Regions from separate parts of the Danio rerio genome. Here region 1 is linked to region 2. The links are chromatin contacts, called in public Micro-C maps. All regions are on one chromosome and are shown on one strand. The core of a region is the stretch at or near the end of the contact, and the rest is flanking DNA. Distances in the headings are between cores, read along the strand shown.

What was found. Hi-C and Micro-C count contacts between places; a contact is called where the count stands out from the background.
Region 1: a Micro-C map of caudal fin shows a contact between it and region 2, with 8 times the contacts expected there. The contact joins the promoter of irf2bpl here to the promoter of lgals3b in region 2. A contact is called at or near these places in 1 of 18 Hi-C or Micro-C datasets (caudal fin) and 1 of 4 datasets of contacts at active chromatin or transcription factors (embryo).

The regions. Positions count from the first base shown.
Region 1 is chr17:12,525,809-12,529,525 of GRCz12tu, forward strand. It overlaps irf2bpl (interferon regulatory factor 2 binding protein-like), which reads right to left and starts at 1,508. Exons shown (of 1, transcript NM_212687.1): 1 at 1-1,508. The coding sequence starts at 1,432. The region is part of intron 9 of si:ch211-185a18.2; the gene reads right to left.
Region 2 is chr17:12,029,779-12,033,613 of GRCz12tu, forward strand. It overlaps lgals3b (lectin, galactoside binding soluble 3b), which reads right to left and starts at 2,531. Exons shown (of 6, transcript NM_214693.3): 1 at 2,470-2,531.

The sequences.
Region 1 (3,717 bases), core at 258-2,757, 500 kb after region 2:
GGGTGGCTCGGCTAGAGTGTACTGACCCCAATGGTGGAGGTCCGCCGTGAGAGGCTGCGAAAGAGCCTGATGCCATGGTCAGTTTAAGTGCCTCGCTCTGACTCGCCATCCACTGCTGTCTCTGCTGCTCGCCCTCCGCTGAGTCCGGTTCTGGGGAGGCTTTGCGTTTACGAACACCCGTTCTTAGCGCACTTCCCGACGCCACAGCCCGAGGCATGTTGACCAGCGCCGAGGGCAGCAGAGGGCAGCTGGCATCAATGTAAGGCTGAGGAAGCATTTCACCCCCGAGCCCCTCCTTAAAGAAACGCACAGACTCTGGGAGTAAATCACCCAGCAGCCTCCAGTCACCAGAGCTATGCTTTTTCTCATATTCCAGGTACTTAAAACCAGAAGAAAGCCCTCTGCCAAAGTCTTTCATGCAGTCCTGGTACATCTGTTTAGCCACACCGGACGCACTGGAAAACACATTCCCAGATCCACTGGGATACTCAATAAAGATTTTCAGCTCATAGTCCATGCCGGGCTTGGAAGTGGCATCGAATGCAAACACTCTACCTAGAAGTGAATGGTCTTTCTTGAACCTCACGTCAAAAGGAGTGCAATTAGAAAGCGTGATCAGTGTGTCTCTCACTATTTTGGGTTTATTCGTCCATTCCTCTGACCTGTTCCTCAAACTTTCACCGAGTTCAGTCAAAGCTTCAGCGTTACGCTGTTTCTCTTTCAGATCTCTCTCTTGGTCCGTGCTGGACACCGAGCCGGGTCGTTTACCTTGTTCAGAGAGCGCGAGCGCGGGTCCGATGCTGGCCGGGGCTGGAGGGGCTCGTCCGGAAAGGCTGTGCTGCGCTATACTCGCCGACGACGGTGGGCCGTTCAGGAGCGTCTGCGGGAGGAGGTTCGGCGGCACGCTCATCTGCCCCGACACCGCCACCAGCCCGTGATTGCGACGCGAGTTCGGGCTCTGTCGGTTAAGCTCGGGGGGTCCGTCGTCTGATTTGGGGAAGCCGTTCGGTCCACCGAGCCCGTTCGGAAGCCTGTGCGCGCCGATGCTGGAATAATCAAAGCGTGATCTTTCGGTGGCGAGCGCGTATCGGTCCAAGCCGGACTGTTGTTGTTGCTGCTGCTGCTGCTGTTGCGATTTAGACGAGCCGTCCACATGGTTCATCTGCACAGACTCCTTGGATGACATGACCGCTTGTGCTTTGACCGCAGGCGGCGGCGCTGGACCCGGGGATCTCCCCTCCTGGAAGCCATGAGCCCGCTTGAGATGGCGCGCGGTCTCGATAACAAACTCGATCCGATCCGCGCCCTCGTAATTCACGCAACCCCTGCACACGGGCTCCGTAAAATCCCAAATCATCGCCCACGGCATGCGCGGCAGGTCGCACAGATAACACGACTGTCTCCTCGACGAGGAGACCTGCGCCGAAGACATGTTGAGCTGCTCCTCTCGGACCCGTTATACGGTTACTAGGAGGCGAATGCGCCTCTTCTGCTGCTCGGAATGCCACCTGGCTGGGCCGGTGACGTCAGCACCACGTTCCGCAGTTCCTTTTTCTGTTACAAATGACAAGCCACTTGTTGCCATGCGAGTGCGCATGCGCTAACCACTCCCTAACAAATCTTCTGAATGGACCGAGAAACGCGCACAGCCAACATGTATGGCAAGCCAACAAAACATTCATTGCGTCACAACATATTATGTATTTCCTTACTTGCACCTTTTATGTAACCAAAAGTCTATACTATATAGATTTATTTAGCATACATTCATTTTATAGTCTACTAGTATTTATTTACTTGTAGTTACTCAGTAGCTGTAACCAATTAACAAATACAATTTGTGTTCAATAGTATCTAGAATTTCTTAACAAGCAGCATTATCAAATAAATAAACACTACATCAAAACCAGGCTTACAACTACAAAAAAAAGTAATTATTGAGATAACCAGATAAATAATTAGAACTTAATTACCGAACTAAAACTTGCCATAATAAATACTAGAATGAACTAAACTAAAGAACTAAAATCATGCAGTGATCATTACTGGATCTAACAAAAATATTTTTCAAAACTAAAAAAAGTTAATGTTCACACAGCTTGCCTTGCATCACTGGCTCCGGTATGCTTTCAGACAAGCGCCAGAGTTGTGGGTGGAAAATCTGAGGTATTCATGTTTCATCCAGAGTCTGTTTGTACTGCTGAAATATTATTGGTGGATATTATGTGGTCCTATTAATAATGTAAGATCATGTTATAAAAATGCTTATACTGCCAAAATCCATGTATGATTTACGGCAATAAAAAAGCATGCTTCCACACATTCTTGGACATATTTGGACATGCTAAAAGACCAGTAGGTATGCATTATAAAATCTATCAGTGTTTACTTTAAATAAGGAAGTTTCAAGCCCTGCCCACAAAAGCTCTGTTCCCATAGTCTATTCTCTGTTTAACAACAACCAGTAGACAATGCAAAAAAAAAAAAAACTTGCCCTGTTATACAACACAAGAGGGTGGAAAAACCAAGAGAAGAAAAAAGAAGTAAGGGAGGTCTGGAGGAGAGGAGAAACGCCATTTATTGCAATCCCTGCATTCTGCTGGCACCGAAAGAAACTGAGCCTTTTTCCAAGCCAAAAAAAACAGTTAAATCTGTGAATGTCCTCTAAAAAATTATATATATATATATATATATATATATATATATATATATATATATATATATATATATATATATATATATATATATATATTACATTAAGAATTAGCAAACCAAAAGTTGGACTTTAAGATGATAATCTAACCACTGCTGATATGGCAGGTAGACCGTTAAAAAAACGGAAACAATTCAGACAGTATTTGTGCTCTGCACTCGTGACTTGGATCGTGTAAATGAGCTCAACGCCTTTCATTTTTGACCCAAATTAACAAGACAAAGAAACAAGTCTTTGTGGGAATTATCTAGCACTGAAGTGAGTGAACTGACCTTAAAGGGATAGTTCACCCAAAAAAAATAAAAATCTACTCACTATTTACTCTGCCTCACTACAATGAACTGAATTATTCTGTTAAACACTAAAGAAGATATTTGGAAAAAAGGTGAAAACCACTGAATTCCATAGGAAAAAATACTATGGAATGGGGCTGCACAGTATTGGGAAAATATGACATTGCGGTATTTTGTTTTTATGCAAAATCTATTGCGATTTGAAAACAATTTCACGACATGGCTTGATAAGCTCAATCTGGAAAGATTAAATTTTTAATTTATATTGCTTAGGGTGATTTTGTAATGGTATGAATCATATATGCGGGCGGCACAGAGGCGCCTCACAGCAAGACTGCCAACTAGGTCAGTTGGCACTTCTGTGAGGAGTTTGCATGTTCTCCCGTGTTCACGTGGGTTTCCACTGAGTGAGTTAGGTAAGCTAAATTATCTGTAGGGTATGTGTGTATGTCCGGTCCTCAGGGTTGGGGGTTGAGCGATGGGCTAACGACCCACCTCATAAAAATGTGATGTTATAAAACACCAATATGGTGCGGCTAAATATCAACTTCGATATAAACAACGCTAGGAGTGAGTAAGTGAATCATGTATAAACAAATAATAAAAATGCAAGCAAAAATAATTACAAAAGAGCAAAGTAAAAAAAAAATAAAATAAACAGTGCTTTATGATTTTCCGGAGAGTCGAACAGTATCCAGAAATGGAAATTGA
Region 2 (3,835 bases), core at 1,281-3,780:
GTTAGCACGGTCGCCTCACAGCAAGACCACTGGTTTAAGTCCAGTTGGCATTTCTGCGTGGAGTTTGCATGTTCTTCCCATGGGTTTGCTCCGGTTACCCCCACAGTCCAAAGACATGCAGTATGGGTAAACAAAATCGGCCTTGTATGAGTTTGTGTGTGAATGTGATGAGTGTAAGGATGTTTTCCAGTACTGGGTTGCAGCTGGAAGTGCATCCGCTTTGTAAAACAAATGCTGGAATAGTTGGAGGGTCATTCTGCAGTGGCGACCACTGATAAATAAGGGACAAAGCTAAATAAATAAATGAATACTGTAGCTACAGTATAGTATGAATTGTTATGTATTCTTGTTCAGGCTTGTTTCTCTCAGTACCTTTTCTTATATTTGTTACCAAGTGACACTTATTTTGATATATTAAGTGGATTTATATGTCTACAAAATAACAGGTCACTTAAAAATAGCCTATGGGGTGTCCCCGACATGTCTAAAATGTGTCAAAATGCAGTTTTCTCTGTGTTCTTGGTATTGAGAAACAGCCCATGTCTTCTTAACCAAACACACCTGATTAAGATCATCAGCTCATTAGCTGATACTGAAAGACCTGTAATAGGTGTAACAGACAAAGGAGACATCCAAAACATGCAGTGTTGGTGCTCCTCCAGGAACGTGGTTTAGAAACACTGTCCTAAGTAAATATAAAAGCCAGTTAATTGATTTTTATATGAAGAACTCTGGAAGTTTTTGCTGAAAAGCATCTAAAAGATATGACATTGATAGACTTTGACAAAATCTTTGTTATAATCAGGGTGCAAATTACAGAGGGGTTTGACCCCTAATTAACGCTTGATCCACCCTAAAGGACATCAAAACAAGATGTATGGGAGGTCAGCCCTTTGATAGTAAGAAATAGCTTTCTCTGATCTCTCATTTATATCTTAAATCTTACAGCCAGATCGCACGAGGAAACTTAAGTATTTTACTTTTTGTCAGTTTATCGGCTGACTCGTACGATTACGTACAAGTTCAGTCGTCTAAAAACGTACGATTTTAACCTCTCCGGAAACTGGCAGTTCTAGAGCACTGACATAGACTTCTTAAGTATTTACAAAACATGTTTCATGTAAAATAGGTGTTTATATCTGCATGCAGTCAAACAAAAGAGAAAAATTAGACATAATTTGTATAGTTTGACCAACAGTAACCTCTAAAATAGTCACTAAATATCCCTAAAAACACTAAAAATCTATACATTTCATTAATAAATGAGATGTAATTTAAATACATTCATAAATTTGATTCACTGAAGCATGTATTACAAAACTACTACTGAAAAAGTAGACCCCAACCCCCCGATCGTCGATGTGTAATTCGCACCCTGGTTATAATGTTTAACCGGTCAACTACATTGGGAAAATAATAGGTGCAGTTGAGTGCTAAAGGTAATGCTGTATCTCCTTAAAACCACCCATGCATTTTTTGTATCAATATTTGTTTTAAAAACTACACATTGGTCCCCTGGTGTTACATTACATTTTGTCATGAGCTGATGACTCATTTGTCCTCGAAACCACCCACCACACCCATACATTTACTGTGTGAATGGAGCCGGAGGGAATGCGTGATGATTTAGATAATATGATATTAATAATAAATACTGTGCAGAGCATAATAAATGCACACTGGTTTCACAGAAAGGCAAAAGAATAGTTTGGCCAAAATGAAAAATGTACTCTCAGTTTACTTGCACCCAAATTGGTTCCAAACCATTATGACCGCCCCCACCCTTTGTGGTTTCTTTTATTTTCAGGAAAGCTGGAAACCTCTATTTCTCTATTGACGTCCATAGGTTTCTAGCTTTCTTCAGAATATCAGAAAGTCAAACAGGACTGTTTCAAGTAAAGAGTGAGTAAAAGATGACAGAATTTTCATTTTTGAGCGAACTATTCCTTTAAATCAAATGAAGCTCTATGAAGATGAACTGTTTTGTTGACATGTATGGCTTATACTGACATGTTATGGCTTATGAAGTGAATATGTGGAATATCTGTACATTTTTACGTGTAAACGTTGCATGTAAGCATCCGTAACTCCAGATCAGTGTATTCCCTGAGGAAAAAATGATTATTGTGTAATCTGCACTCAAACGTAGCAAACAATGCATCACTGCAAGTTCTGACTCGTCAGCAGGCATGTGGTTTTCACCAGGCCTCTGAATCTCATGAACGGATGTGTTTAAAGCTAGCAAAAGTACACTTCAGCTCTTAGTTTCAAAAGCGCCATTTGTTTACTATCTGTAAAACTCACAGGATGCCATTTTATGTCGACATCACCTACTGTTTGCATTAGGCAAAACTAACCCACCACATAAATACACATGTTTGAATATCAATATGCAAACACGTACACCAAAGTCTAATCCAGAGAGTGCTGATAAAGTTTTGAAAATGAGGCTAAAAGAGGCATAAATACCTGCGTGGTGTAGCTGATGGCACAAAGTTGCAGTTGTGTGGAGGAAGTTGGTAGACAAGCAGGAATTTAAGGTGGAGCTAAAAAATACACTCTCACACCCCTCTAAACCCTCCTCTGTACTTCTGAGAAGAGGACGCACCCACTCATAATACAAACAAATGCACCGATATCCATAGGGAAATACATTTAATCAGAGGCGAGACTATAAATAATATGTTAACTAGTATGCTGAAACATTCTTATCCGATTGTGTCAATATTAGTGCGTCGGTGTGGTCTGAAGGTTGTGCACTTGGGTTCATCTGAGGTGCATAAACTCCGATTTCATGTGTTTTAAGGATGGGTGTAATCAGGGGAGTTTCTGTTTTCTTCCAAGAATCCAAGGCTGAACAAAAGCCAAGTTGCCTTGGAAACTAGGTGAGGATTATAAGTTCAAGACATATGCAGTGTTGCGTGGTAACTGGCAATGCATGGAGGTCTACAGTATATACAGCAGACACACCTATTCACTGTTCATTCATCATTCATCTGAACTATTTCAGTATAATATATATATATATATATATATATATATATATATATATATATATATATATATATATATATATATATATATATATATTAGTAAAATTTGTAAGAATAGGACAATAGCAAAAATAAAGTCACAAAAGCTGTCACTGAGGTTGTACTTTTTACACATTTGTACATAGTGCATGTAGCTATACATTAGTAGTTCAAAAAATTTAATAAAAAAGGTTTTGTACCTTTATATCTGATGCTGCAGTGAATTTAATAAAAGCAAAGAAATATAGTATCATTGTATTAGTAACATGATTTTTTTAAAAATTCACCACGCTATATATTCCAGATCTGCTTATTCGTTTCATCCATCATTTATTGCCAATATGAAAAACAACTACTCTTGCTTGGTGGTTCAGCTCATTAGATTAAAAGTGTGTATGTATGTGTGTATGTATATATATATATATATATATATATATATATATATATATATATATATATATATATATATATATATATATATATATATATAGTTGAAGTCAGAATTATTAGCCTTCTTTGATTTTTTCATTTCCCAAATGATGTTTAACAGAGCAAGGAAATTTTCACAGTATATCTGATAATATTTTTTCTTCTGGAGAAAGTCTTATTTGTTTTATTTCAGCAAAATAAAATCAGTTTTTTTGTACCGTTTTAATGTCAATATTAGCCCCTTTAAGCTATATATTTTTTTGATAGTCTTTAGAACAAACCATCCTTATACAATAATTTGCCTAATTACCCTAACCTGCCTAGTTAACCTAATTAAGCCTTTAAATGTCACTCTAAGCTGTATAGAAGTGTCT